Regions from separate parts of the Rattus norvegicus genome. Here region 2 is linked to region 1. The links are chromatin contacts, called in public Hi-C maps. All regions are on one chromosome and are shown on one strand. Each heading gives the region's core, a stretch centred on a gene start, on an enhancer-like site or on the middle of the called end of the contact. The rest is flanking DNA. Distances are from core to core; before and after follow the strand shown. Region 1 overlaps Ptprg (protein tyrosine phosphatase, receptor type, G). Region 2 overlaps Ptprg (protein tyrosine phosphatase, receptor type, G).

What was found. A called contact is a pair of places that touch in the nucleus more often than the background predicts.
Region 2: a contact with region 1 is called in a Hi-C map of frontal cortex, with 2.2 times the contacts expected there. The contact joins two enhancer-like sites. A contact is called at or near these places in 4 of 12 Hi-C or Micro-C datasets (frontal cortex, hepatocytes, liver and 1 more).

The regions. Positions count from the first base shown.
Region 1 is chr15:15,408,560-15,415,684 of GRCr8, reverse strand. All of the region lies in intron 8 of Ptprg (protein tyrosine phosphatase, receptor type, G), which reads left to right. Among named protein-coding and RNA genes, the nearest start is that of Cep15, 150 kb to the right of the region's middle. Within about 2 kb of position 2,739, at least 5 of the 93 cell types and tissues checked have an H3K27ac peak or open chromatin away from gene starts, as enhancers often do.
Region 2 is chr15:15,726,062-15,733,235 of GRCr8, reverse strand. The region is part of intron 2 of Ptprg (protein tyrosine phosphatase, receptor type, G); the gene reads left to right. Among named protein-coding and RNA genes, the nearest start is that of Ptprg, 250 kb to the left of the region's middle. Within about 2 kb of position 5,070, at least 38 of the 93 cell types and tissues checked have an H3K27ac peak or open chromatin away from gene starts, as enhancers often do.

The DNA of each region.
Region 1 (7,125 bases), core at 1,490-3,989:
TAGAGTGTTATTCCCTTTCCCGGTTTCCGGGCAAACATCCCCCTCCCCCCTCCCCTTCCTTATGGGTGTTCCCCTCCCCACCCTCCCCCCATTCCCGCCCTCCCCCCAACAGTCTAGTTCACTGGGGGTTCAGTCTTGGCAGGACCCAGGGCTTCCCCTTCCACTGGTGCTCTTACTAGGCTATTCATTGCTACCTATGAGGTCAGAGTCCAGGGTCAGTCCATGTATAGTCTTTAGGTAGTGGCTTAGTCCCTGGAAGCTCTGGTTGCTTGGCATTGTTGTACATATGGGGTCTCGAGCCCCTTCAAGCTCTTCCAGTTCTTTCTCTGATTCCTTCAACGGGGGTCCTATTCTCAATTCAGTGGTTTGCTGCTGGCCTACGCCTCTGTGTTTGCTGTATTCTGGCTGTGTCTCTCGGGAGAGATCTACATCCGGCTCCTGTCGACCTGCACTTCTTTGCTTCATCCATCTTGTCTAATTGGATGGCTGTATATGCATGGGCCACATGTGGGGCAGGCTCTGAATGGGTGTTCCTTCTGTGTCTGTTTTAATCTTTGCCTCTCTATTCCCTGCCAAGGGTATTCTTGTTCCCCTTTTAAAGAAGGAGTGAAGCATTCCCTGTGGTCACTCTTGACATTTGTTTTAGAATAGATCTCTCTTTTACTACAAGTACCATGATGTGGTAAGACTGTATCTCATGGGTAGGTAGCACTCTCATCATTGCTAACTCTTCAGTGAGTATATGGATGGATGGATGGATGGATGGATGGATGGATGGATGAAATATGCCACATGGCCAGGAACAAGAGCCTTGCTATAATATTGACCCAGTCAGAGCATTTGCTGTTTATCCAGGCTAAGTTCTCATGTAGTAAAAGTGTAACTAGGCATTTAGAGAATGGGGCTACATCTCTCACAGTGCCTACAGCCAGAGGGCTTCTTCTACTGTAGCCAAAGTTCTCCCAAACCTAAGTGTTCATTTCAAAACAGCCATGCCGAGAGGGCTTGCTTCACTGTCTAGATCAACCTAACAGCATAGAAAGCGCTTATAGACTGGCAGGTGCTGGCTGGAGTCAAGTGTCCCGGGTACCACTGCTGCCGGGTCTTGGGAGCTAGTGAGCCAATTCTGGTAGTAGGTGCCAGGGGCTGTCAATCGTTTTCACGTTATAAATATTACCTAATTACTTAATCCTCTCTGTCTCCAGGCGGGTAGTCGGCGTTTGAGCTTCAAGGCCAACTTTGCATCCCTCCCACAGCTTCTACTTTCTTTTGCTCGCCAGATAAATCTGTTCTGACATTGGGCTTATTCATGTGGGCATGGTGGTGCTTGTGAACAACCATGTGGAAATTAATAAAGACTCACGGTGTCCTTCCTCCCAGCGCGAGGTACTTCCTCTTTCCTGCTAAACTGCAGTCAGTCACTGCTCCTGAAACACGGGGTGCTGAGATTGCAGGCATCTCTCTGCAGAGGAATGTACCCCAGAGCCAGTGGATTTCCCCAATTCTTCCCAACGATTATTCCTCAGGCCTCCTTGTGGATGCCATTCTTTAACTATTGCACAAGGACTTGGGCATGACCCTCACTTTCTCATGACCTAAGAAACAACCATGTCCCCTGCCCCGTAGAAATAGGAAGAGTCATGAATCCAGCTTGGGGAACCTTGGGAGGCTGACTCTACATTCATTCTTGGTTTTTTGTTTGTTTGTTTGTTTGTTTGTTTGTTTGTTTACCTCAGCACACCCAGGGGCCGCCTGGTTTTGGCACTGATCTTGAGACCTCCTGTGCGTGCCTGCCCGTGTGCATGTGTGCGTGCAAGTGTGTGAGTATTTTAATTCCAATGCATTGTCTTGGATTGAGATTCAAATCTTGATTCTCGAATGTCAGATCTCTCCTTGCCTGGAGGAGACCCACTGCCTAGCTGAGAGCTGTCAGCTGATATCAAGTGCCCAGAGCAATGTTTCTTGGCTGGCACCAGGAAAGGCTTCTCTGAAGAGAGGAGGAGCCTTCTCAAAGAGGAATGGGCTGACCACGTAAAGCTGTTACCAGCCTCACGGCCTGTGCTCCTTGAAGCATATGGGCCCAGTTGTTAGAAGTAGCCTAGTGTCACAGCTGGCTCCTTCTCCTGCATGGAGAGGGCTGGTATTTAATAGGTATAGGCACAGGGTTTCCTAGAGCCCACTACCCATTCCTAATCTTGTCTGCACTTCCTAACCCTAATTTATTTCAGTGAAAGCCTAGCTATCCTGTCTGTGCGGGACACGTGGAACTTTTTTATCATGTCCGTTGAGATAGTTTAAAAGGACAGCTTATAGAGTGTTAGACTGCTACACAGAGCTCCTCCTTTGGTTGCCAAAGATGTCTTTGGACCTCTATTTTGTGTGACACAGCTGTTTTTCTCTTTTCATAGCTGTAAAATCACCCTAGCAGTCAAAAATGTGACTTTGCACTTCAGGAAACCACATCACAATGCAGGGGCACTGGGTCTCTGACACAGATCTCCTATTATGAGTCTATGTGTAGACTTAGGTCCGAGAGATGGATCACCAAACACATGGAAGGAAGGCCCAGGTAAGGTGGTGCCAGTCCACTTTGTTCTTATGACTTGGTGTCACCGTTTTTCAAGGTGAGGGAAGACAGCATCCCAGAGAATGAGGAAGACGTCCAGTCTTCCACTCTGGACCCCAAGGCTTAGCAGTTCTCGTTAACTGTGGCCTTCTGAACTCTGCCACCTCCTTTAGTGTCAAGCCAAACAATGCTCCTTCCTGTACAGGATGTGGACGCACTTCCCACAGCCATTAGCTCTCAGAAGATGAAGGGTGTCATGAATAAAACAGAGTCCAGGGTGGTCCGGGGAGGGCTGGGAAAGTCCGGAATGCACACTTGGAGCTCTGACACACGGAATGTGTGTCCTGCCTCCTTGGGCAGCTTGTTTGCTGAGCATGAAGCACAGTACAGCAGTGCTCCCTGTACCCCTTCAGAGCTGGGCCTCTGTGCTGCTTGCAGCTAACTCTAACCCTTGTTTGCCAAGAATCAGGGCTGCAGTTCAGAGCTACTGCCAGAGGTGGAGCATATACCCCTGAAGTTAGTGTGACAGTCGCAAGGCAGTATAGAAGGGAGGCTTGATGTGGTCAGCCTGTGCTCAACAGAACTTAGGGTGACTGGAACCAGAGTTCCCCATAGGTACCTCCAGGGGGTAGCTACTTAGCCAAATCTGACTTCTGGAGTCAGGTCTACGTGAGAAGAATCTTGACCACCGTCCTTAGCAGATTTGGGTTCTACTCTGACAACAGGCTTTCCTGTGCTGCCTGTGCACATCCCCACGGCAGGGCCATGATAGCCTGACCCGGCCTAACTGTCACCCTCCCCATTCCCCACTTAAACACCTGCTTATATTGCCGACTCAGTTCAGCCTCTCTGCTCAGCAGCTCTCCCAGCCAACCCGCCCTACAAATCCAGATTCCCAGTTCTTTTTCAAACTTTTGTCAATGCTTCTATAATATTGTCCTTAAAAGCATATCATTATGTTCCTTAGTGCCGGGAGTGTGTAACTCCCGGGCTGACATTAATCCTAACTCTAACCCTCAGTTTATCAATTTGGGAAGTATCCATCCATAGTCCTCAGATTTATCTATAATTTTAGATGTGATTCAATAAAACATAAATGATTACAAAGAAAGGCAGCTATTTGTAGATAATATGACAATATTTTTTAAATTATGTCATACTGTACACACACACACACACACACACATCAGCTCTGCTGCTGCTGTGGGAAAACACCATGACCAAGGCAACTTATGAAAGAGATAGTCTATTTGGGCAAGATATAAGGCAAGACATGAGGGAAGCGTGAAAGAGAAGGGACCTTTTGTGCAAATGTCACTAGCCCCAGAAGAAGCCACAGTTAAAAGGCCACGGTGTTGACAAATGTTACCCACAAAGGACAGCGTTCCCAGTCTGAGGAGTTCGAGTAGCCTCCCAATGTCTTTGCATCATCATGGAGATGGGATTAGAGACAGGGAACGTGGGAGAACAAACAGCTGCTTTCTGCCTCTCTCCCAGGTTCAAATCAGGCTGACTTATCTCCCACTCCATGTCTCACGATCTGCTTAGCGACCTGGTCTCCAGGACTGTGGAGTCCTCAGTCTGAATGGAGATGTCCTTCATGTGTGACCATCAGAGACGAGGGCAGAGCCTGCCTTCAGGCAGTATGTTCTTGGCAACCCTCAGACCATGGTTTTTGGAAGATAAGAATGCAAGTCATGCGAGGGTCACTCTAAGTTGCCCTCCAGTTCCGGTACCTTCTTCAGAGTGGTGTGCCCTTCATGAGCTCTTGGACATGGGAGAAAGGGAGGTGACATTCTGAGGCACCAATATTTCTAGGGTTCTGGATTTTTGGGGGTGTTTTTGTTTGTTTGTTTGTTTGTTTTTCCTGTCTGATCTGCTGTGGAGACTCTGAAACAGTAAGAGACCTTTCTCCTCATGTCAGGTTTCTGGAAAGTTCCCTGCATTAAAGGGGTCCTGAGCTGAGCTGGGGTGATGTGCCACCCTCTGTGTGCATGCGTCAGCCCCTCTCCACCCTGGCCTGGCTTCTGTCACTATGGGTAGGATGTGCAATAGTTAATTAAGCCTGTGTGTGCCAAAGTGCTATGTGTGAGCAGTCCGTGTTTCACATTGATCCACAGTTGGCCCGCTGCCTCAAGTGGAAGACCTGAGTGGAGATCCCTGGAGTAGCCATTTACTCTGACAGCTTAAGACACTTGGGGGTCGCACTATCGGAGCAGGTCCCAGTACCTCATCTAAATCCCCAAATGAGAAGGGCCAGGGGAGACTTAGATTGGCTTTTGGAACCTCTGAGAAAATATCCTTGACGTTGATGTGAAATCAGAGGACCTCGGGTGCCCGGTTAGGAGCCTCTTCGTTATTTAACGAAAGCAGGGCTCATAATTAAAGGTGGTTCAGAGGAAAAGCAAGAACTCTCCGTGCTGCCAGGGAATGTCATGCTACATGTCTGTGAGGAGCAATCAGGCCCCAGCGAGCATGGAATCAGGCCCCTGGAAGGGAGGGGCTGATGTCAAAGCCATCCCCCGGGGCCGTTTGTTTAGCGAGCAGGGTGTGGCGCCTCCTGCACAGTTAAAAGGCTTTGATTTTATACAAAAGGATGTGTCAAAATGTCCCAGATGACAGGGTTTGCAGTGGCCGCCACTAGGGAAGGAAGGATGTGGAAAATAGGCGTCTGCCCCTGCACTCCCAGACTGGAGGGTCAGGCTCTGCATGAGGAGACTATGTAAGGGCAACAGGGTGTGGTGGGAACTGTGCTAAAGATGAACTACCCATAGTTAAAGGAGATCCTTGCCCTGCTGTTCTAGCCGATCCGATTTAAACATCCAGACTTACAAGCAAAAGCTATTGGGCCTGAATGTCCCGGGGGCCTGAGGCCCACAGCCCGTACTTTATTTACACTGTGCCTGTTAGGTTCACCCCCAACCCTATGAGGAAGCCATTTCATACAGCAGCCCATCATACAGATGAGAAGGTAAGAGGCCACCAAGATCCCAAGTCCCACACTTGGATACATCAGCTTTCTAAAAACCCTCCCGTCAAACTGTGCACCCTTCCTGATTTCTTTTCTTGCTGGGCTTGAAAGGAAGGCCTTGATCGATGCCATGGTTTCCAACTGCACACACAAGCAGAACCTTTGGCACAGGCACAAGCGGGCCTCTCGCTCGTTCTCCAGCCTGGAGTAGCACTTGCTGCTTCTGGAGACCGGATGTGTTTCCTGAGTCACACACATCCCCTTGCTCTGAGGGGCAACGTAGAGAATGTAGACAGAAGTCCCTGAATGTGGTGACGGCAGGAGTGAGCTGGGTAGCCCTGACTGTACAGATGGGGTCTTTCTCAACGGAGTGAAGGGGGAAAATCGTTTCTAAGAATGATATCTATGGTGATGATACACAAGGTGCAGGTGATCAGTGGTGTGGTCCCTCCCTGGAGGTCAAAGCGACAGGGAGGTGAGGAGGTGAAATGGAAGGGGCAGAGGGCCTATGTGATATTGGAGGCAGATCACTCGCTGGAGGAGAGCTGGCAGATACTGGTGACTGAGGACCAAGGTGGAAGCCTGGAAGGTTGGAAATGGAAGGAGTCCATACTACAGGCCTGTGGACCAGGGAATGGCCAAGGATCTTAAACCAGCACCATCAACTTGCTTCCTGTTCAAAAGCACATGCATGTCAGCCACTCCTGTAGACTCAGGCAGCGTACAGGACACAACCAAAGAGGTACCAGCCACATCTTACTCCAGTCAGGGAGGCTGATTGCTCCAGATAGTCAATGAAGCAGCAGTGTGATTTGGGGTGAGCGCCATGAAGGGTCTCCGCTCTGTGGAGAAGCTGCCTATAAGCTGTGCTCAGGGGTTGGATTCTGTGCCGAGAATACAAACACGCTTGTTCCTTTTCATCTTCAAAACCTCACCCACCACCAAATTCTGTACAACATGAACTGAGATGTTCCTATCTTTAAGCAATACAAAAACGGTCAGAGTTCGAGGCCCACAGGGACCTCTGAGATTTACCATCGGTGTAAGTTCTGGTCACAGCCACCCTCGGCCACAAGCTCACCACCTCTGCAGCTTTGTGCTTTGAAAGCAAAAGAGACTGCATGACTTTCAAAGCCCAAAATATTTCCTGTGTGCACTTTTTTATTGATACAAATGCCAAACTCTCCTGACACAGTGTTCCACACAGCCCTTTCTCACGTTATCCCCATTGTTCAGAAACCCACTGTCCAGGAAGATGAGAAAAAGCTTAGAAGCAGAACAAGAAGAGATTTCTCTCATATTGGACTTCCCAACTTGGGGCTCACGTGAGGAGGGCTGCTCGCTCCACCTCGTGCTACCTGTAGCCTGGTCTGGGCATCTGAGGCAAGCATGTGTCTTGGGTGACCACTTAGTTGCAGTCCTCTCCCCCAGCAAGTGGTCCTGTCCCCTGAGACCTTAACTCAGCAATTGCCACTCAAAGCAATGGCATCTAACACTATTATAGACATGGCCTCCCGACTCCATCATTAACTTACCTACAGACCTTATGCCTCTATTGTTCTTGTTGGCTTGTTTGGGGTTTTGGTTT
Region 2 (7,174 bases), core at 3,821-6,320, 320 kb before region 1:
GTGTGATTGTCATGGTGTCTCCTACCCCCCCATCCCCCATCATATTGTCTCCTCCATGCCATGCCCCCCGCACCCCCGTCATACTTTGCCCATCTCTCCGAGAAAATCGTTTTATGTTGTTCCTTCATGTTTGAAAAGTATTTGTGATTTTAAAGGTACCTGGTTGATACCTGATCCAGGGCCCCGTGAATACGCGGTTCACCCTTCAAAAATTTTTAAATGGGTGGCAGAAACTGAGGGATTATTAATGAGAGCAACTAGTGGACGCCACGTTGGAATTTCGTGGGAAGAATTTTAGGCTACAGATAAGGACAAATCACCTCACAGGGAAGAAGATTAACCTGTGGGGTGGCCTCTCCGGCAAACAGCAGCCATTGTGGCTTTCAGCCGTCAAAGGCGAATGACTCCTCTGGGGAAGTCGTCTGTTGGTCTTATTATCCAGAGACTGGAAATGCGACTTCCTTTCCCCTCAAAAACCCAAAGTGGCATTTTTTTAAAAATCACATACTTCATCTTTAAACTTTCGCGCAGAAGCCATGACTTGAACTAAACCTCCAGCAGGAAGTTTCTTCCAGGGAAACACTTAGCATAAGGGTGTGTATTGTGAGGAATGGGAAGGCCTGCTGCTTCGCTTTTCACCTTGGCAGAGGGTAGATGCTCAAAGGTGAATCTCAGCCCAGGCTGTGAAATCTTTTCTGCCAAGCGAAGTGATACCTGCCTGGATCTTATTCGTACATCAGCGCAGTGCGTGAAGTAATGCACATTAAGTTGAGAGGCAGGCAGACGGTTTTGCACTCGCAGCCCCTGTATGTTTTGGTGCATGGTTACACGAACATTCCCTCTGTAACCCGGAACTGCTCATTCTTGGGCGCTTCCCTTTGCCTCCTGTATTTTGTCTCATGTATAAAACAGTACAAACAGCTCAGGGACTGAGGTCCAGATGGGGACACTACTGAGAGGTGATTTTTGTTTTTCCTTTTTAAATCATGAAGACACTAAACTGCCCCCAACACCATAGCCACATTGGCCTGAAACTCCCCTTATCCCCCAGCCTCACACCAGCAATCCTTCTGTTACGGCTCCTGAGCACCAGTCACATACTATCTTTCTGGCTTGTTTAGCCCATAGACAGGCGGGGCTGGAGAGATGGCTCAGTGGTTAAGAACACTGACTATTCTCCCAGAGGTCCTGAGTTCAATTCCCAGCAACCACATGGTGGCTCACAATCATCTGTCATGAGATCTGATGCCCTCGTCTGGTGTGTCTGAAGACAGCTACAGTGTACTCATTTAAAATAAAATAAATCTTTTTTTAAAATGCACTAGGAGTGAGAGGTGTGGCTTACTAGAAAGAAATAAAGAGACAAAGGACCTCCCCCTGCCTTGTTACTCCTCACTCTGTCCCACACTCCTGTCACCATGACATTCTGCCTTGCTTCAGACCCAAAGCAGTGGACTTGGCAAACTGGACAGAGACCCCCACCCCAGGCAGTGAGACAAAGTAAATAGGTCCTCGGGCATCCGGTCATAGCACAGGAAAATGCATTGCAGGGATGGTAGTGATAAGACTTGAAACTCTGTAGGCTTCACTCACTTCATTGTCAATCCCCAGGTAAATGCTCAGAAAATTTGAATTGCTATATTTTATTACTTATACAGATAATGTTTAAGAGATAATTATTGTTACATTGTTAAGACTCAAAGTTACAATAGCAAGTAATTAATCCGTACAATAGCAATTAGTATCTGACTGACGAATTGTCTCCCTGGAACACACAGCTGCGAACGTAGGCTTGCCTGTGACAACTTCATGTTCAGGACAGCTTAACAGATTGCAAAGGACACAGCCGTGGGGAAGGGTCAGAACGAGGGTCAGCTGTTAGGAAAGAGTTATGTGCATTTATGTCCTGACACCAAGCCTGATGCTTAGAAACCTTTCAGGCTGGATGTGTGCAAGATTGGCCTTCTTGAACTTGAACTTGGTACCTGCTAGTGCCAAGCCCTTGGGAGTTTTTCTTTCAGCCACAGCCTTGCTAAGCAGCCAAACTGGCCCGAAACTCTCCATGTAGCCCAGGCTCAAACCTGCAATCTTTCAGCCACGGGCTCCGGAGCACCAGGATGACAGTCATATACATTCGTGGCTCGATGCCTAAGTCCCTCTATGTGTAGAGCTTGCAGTTGTGCCTTGACCATGACAGGACCTTGGTAAGAGAGCGAGAGGAAGCAAGACAACGTGTCCTGGGAGATTAAAATGGAACACAGTGGATAATGCAATGTTATCCTCTCCTTTGGTGGCGGCTTGGATGATAGTGTCCCCCACAGGCTCAAGAATTTGAACATCTAATCCCTAGTAAGTGACAACGTTTGGGATGGTACGGCCTTGCTGGGGGCAGACTTTGAGAATTCATAGTGTGGCCCCTCTTCCTGTTTGCTCCCTCCACTTCATGTCTGTGGTTGGAGATGTTACAGCTCTACTTCCTGACCCTGCAGCATAGTTCTACGCCTCCCCAGCCATTAGGAAATCACTGTCTGCAACTGTAAGGCCCCCTAAACCTTTCCTTCTATAAGCTGCCTTGGCCATGGTGTTCTAGCACAGCCACCAAGACGTAACTCATATACCCCATATGCATGTTTAAATACTGATACATATGTTTAAATTTTAAACCCCAATACCTTAGTAAAGGCCTTTGATTAAAAGGGAGATAATATGAAGTTGTTCTGGCTTGTGACTCGATGTAACTATTGTCCAAATCATGAGGGGCCATTTGGACAGAGGTGCACATGCAGAGAGATGACCTCATGAAGTTGAGGGCAGGGATCCAGGATAATTTTCTTATCAATAAGGAAAAGGGAGATTCACTTAGAAGCTTAAGAGGCATGGAGCTGACTCTTTTGCCTGCCCCAGGGAAAAAACTACTTCCTCTATGACCTTGGCATCAGCCTTCTAGTCTCCTGAACTCCTAAGCTGAACACACCTCCTTGATTAGCCACAGCGGCCCTCCTCTTCTAACACACTCAGCTCTAGGGTACTGGGCATCCATTGTCTTGGAGAGTGGAGATGGTGTGACAAGCTCTGCAGAAACGGCTGTAGATGAGGCTTCTGGGGATTCCAGGCTCTTTATAGCCTTAAAAGTGCAAGCTAAAAAGAGGAAAACGAGAAAAGAGGCTTGAATGAGTTGTGTGAAATGTATTCTTTGTCCTGAAGCCCAAAGCCAAATGCAAAAATGCTTTAAAAGAAAAAAAAAGAATGCTCAGTCTTCCAAAGAGGCAGAAGCCAAGGGCCCCGTATTCACAGAGACTTCCTGTGCAATGGAGGCAGGGACTGCAGCCGCGCCAGCCGTCATTCCCTGTGCTGGTGGCACTCTGTCGGCTCTTATGTAATTGTTACTATATATACAGCTTCGTTCTGGATCCAGCTCTGCTGTCTCTGTACCTCCTCCATGATCCATGAAGTATTTGTGAGGTTGTCTAACTGCTGCTGAGGTAGATGGGGGTAGATGCTATTCCCAGTTTGAAGAATACTCAACAGTGTGGGGTTAGAAAGCCTTCCCTAATTTCAGGTCATACAATGAGACTGTGGTCTGCGTCTTTGCCTTTGGCTGGGGCACAGATGGCAGAGACCTTGACTTCAGAGTGGCTCATGATAAGGGGCTGACAGGGAAGAGCCTCCTAGGCACAGAGTAGAAACAGAAGCTCTCCTTCCTTCTCCACAGTGACTGGTATTTGGCCACAGGTGGCCACTGTGATCCCCACAGGGGCGCCATTGTAATCCTCACTGGGGCTGCAATCCTGTCTTCTGCTGTCTTTGCCTCTTTTTGTGATGTTATATACTATGGACATCAGGCTGACCAGTTCAGGGAAAGTTATTTGCACTCCTGACCCCCTGATGGATCTTTACTCTTGACCTCAGATTTCTGTGTTGGCAAATTTCATCTTCAGTGACTCAGAACTTGTTACTATTTCAAGCTAAAAGTAGGGTTACACCTTAGAATATATAATGTGCTTTTTATGGTACCTCATGGAAAATGTATCCACCCATGGCTGAAGTGTTATTTCAGACTAAAACCCTTGGTAAAGATGAAGTCATTCCTATAATGAACATAGAACGTAAAGACATCATCTCCCCTAAATAGCTCCAGTATACAATGTTCCTTCTTGTTTCAGAGTCAATTTAATATCTAAGAAAATGATATGCATATATATTTATATGCACATTACCCTGAAACACAGTGGGTTCATTTTTAATCTTTCCTATTAACTGAAGTCCCTGGGAGAGGAAAAGAAGCCACACCTGTATTAAAGACCGTGCAGAGATCACTGGGGAGACATTTGTAATTGTTGAGACTTTAGTCTTATAACTATCATGTGAAACCTTTGGAGGTGCACTAACAGGTCCCCAGGTCCTATGGTTCCTAAAGCTAAGAATGCATCATTTAGTGTCTAAAGTCCCTCCCACATTTTCATACCTTGCTCTGCCCTGCGTACTTGGTGCCCCATCAGAGTACTAGCAAAGTACCTCTATCATCGCTTCCTTTTGCTCTTTTAATGTAAAAACTTCAGTGAACTCTTTCCTCATTGGAACAGATTGTGGGGTGTAACTGGCCTGAGTCTGTTCCTGGACCATAGGCACAATGTACCACATTCTGCTCCAGAAGAAACTCTCTTAATGCCCTTTTGAAATGAGAGGTGTTTTCCATCGACAATACAATCAATTTTACAAAGACACAGACGATGTAGTCATTCTCATTTTATAGGTAACAAAACAGAATCGGTCTCCTGACAGGCAGGCCCTGTAGCATGAGAAGGAACAAAACCTGCCTCATACCACAGCGGGCCCCTGCCTTACTTGTGAACAAAACAATGCTTAAACCAACATTGTGCAGGTTCTGGCAACACGGAACTCGCTGGATACTCTGTAGCCAGGACACGCCATTTCCCCTCTGAGTGGGAAACTCTTCAAGTCTTCCTCTCAAACAAACACCCGGTATTATTTTTGCAGACTTCTGGGGAGTTACTTTTGGACTACACCCTAGGACAGGAAACCACAATTGCGCCTAAATTTGCACAAGATGGAAATAGATAACATTCTTTAGCAACCATGGCCAGCCACACTTAGTGCCTTTGGGTTCTCAGGGTGACTGATGGTTTGTGTAATGCTTTTCATACCTGGGCAATTCACAGGAACCACTGGCCCAGGGGATTTCATAAATTCCGAGGGCTTGTTTTAGAAATTAGAAGTACAGGGGAAATGGTGAGAGTGGAGGAAAGAGATGCTCTATGATTCAGGCTTTGGGGAGGTGTTCATGGGAAAATGGGTTGCAAGCGAAGAACGGTAGTGCAGTGCAGGCCGATGCAAGGCGTGTGCTGTGGACCCGAGTCTGGGTTCTGCCTGTAACATTGCAGAGCATATGATAAACTTAATATCAGTGAGGATGTAAGTAACATCACAAAGTGGCTGCTTTCTGACATTCCCCTCTACCGAGGTGAGAATCCAAAACTGATCCTAGGAGAAATTCTAGGCACACATCCACGGGAAGGATGCAAGGCCTGGGATTGCTAACTAGTTCGCCCAGATTGTATGCCCGAAGCCACTTTCCCTAAGCCATTGAGACTTTGATTTTAGGTCTATTTCTGCCGACTTCTCCAAGCTGAGTTGCTTAAAGCAAACCTGATACTTGGATTTTCATGACTAATCGGTTAATTTCCACTCATGTATGTGGCAGACGCAGGCTTGTTTATGTTTGTTCGTGCATGCGAGTGTGCACATGTGGAGGCCAGAGATCGAGTCCAAGTGTCTTCCTTCATTCTTCTCTACCTTAATTTTGGGGATTTCAGGGTCTCTCACTGAGCCTGGTGCCCATCAGCTTGGTTAAGTTGCCTGGCCAACTTCTTGGTTTAAAACAACAGGGCCTGTCTCCTGCTCTGTCTATCTGGGTGGTTTGTCTCTTTGCTGAGAGTCGCTTAGACCTTTTGATGATGATGTTAGTTGTGATACTTTGCTGAAGGTTTGCTCCCCCCCCCCCCTCGTGGCTGTGCATGTCATATTTAAACCTGACAGAAAGGAAAGCCTCAGGTAATCTTAGGGATCATTTTTTTTTGCAAAGCATATCTTTGTATGAAACCTGATAACACCGAGAGGCAGGACTCAGTCTTTGTGCCCCCATGCCATGCCATCTGTTTAAGAGTCTGTGCACCCATCAGTTATATGACAGGTTACTTCTCAGTGTGCTCCAGAGCCTGCCACCCTCTTCTGCTCACCTGTGTCAGGATGCCCTGGCAACTGGCCACCTCCCATATGGTGGTAAGATGGAGTCCATGGACAATACAAGCATCCCTCACCGTCAGCCAGCTGGACATGCCAAGAAGATGGTCTAGGTTGGTTAGAGGAGAGGAAGGAAGCTGGCCAGCCTCTTGGAAAGCTGAGGACTCCAGCTCAGACAGCATTTACACAGCTTTTATCGTTGTCTTTAAAAGTTTCCTGAGGGCCGGGAAAGCTGGCTCTGGGATTAGTAGTTCATACTGCTATTGCACAAGACCTGAGTTTGGGTCCCAGCACCCACGTGGTCAGCTAATAATTGCCAATAACACCAGTTCCAAGGGACCTGGCTCCTCTGGCCTCCGTAAGCACCTGCCTTTAAGTGTTCCTTTCCTACCCCCTACCACTACATACATGCATAATTGAAAAATAAAATAAATCCCTTTTGGTTTTAAAAGGGGGGAGGGATTCTTTGCAAAAAGAGTAACTCAGTCTCTTCACTGCCGTGGGCTGGGAGTGAGTAGTGAATAGTTCACTTAAAAAACAAGAACAAAAAAACCAATACTATTTGGGGAAAATGTGAAGGCAAAATATCTAACTGCTTTAGAAAGAGGCACGGATACAAATGTCGAGAGGCCAGAAAATACCCAGCATGCACCATCGCCCTCGTAATAAACTGGCCGGCAGAGGCAGACCAGAAAACACCCAGCATGCACTACCCATGTTATTAACTGTCTGGCAGAGGCAGAGGTTGCTTGATCAATATGAACTTGTTCACGCTTTCAGATCTGGGATTGTTTTTACTCACGTAGAAGGAGACACAGTTTATATCCAGGGATCAAAGTAAGATCCTCCATGTTACCACTCAAAGTGCAGTCAAAGTTTAAAATTCCTGCAGTCCGGCAACAGGAAACGTGGG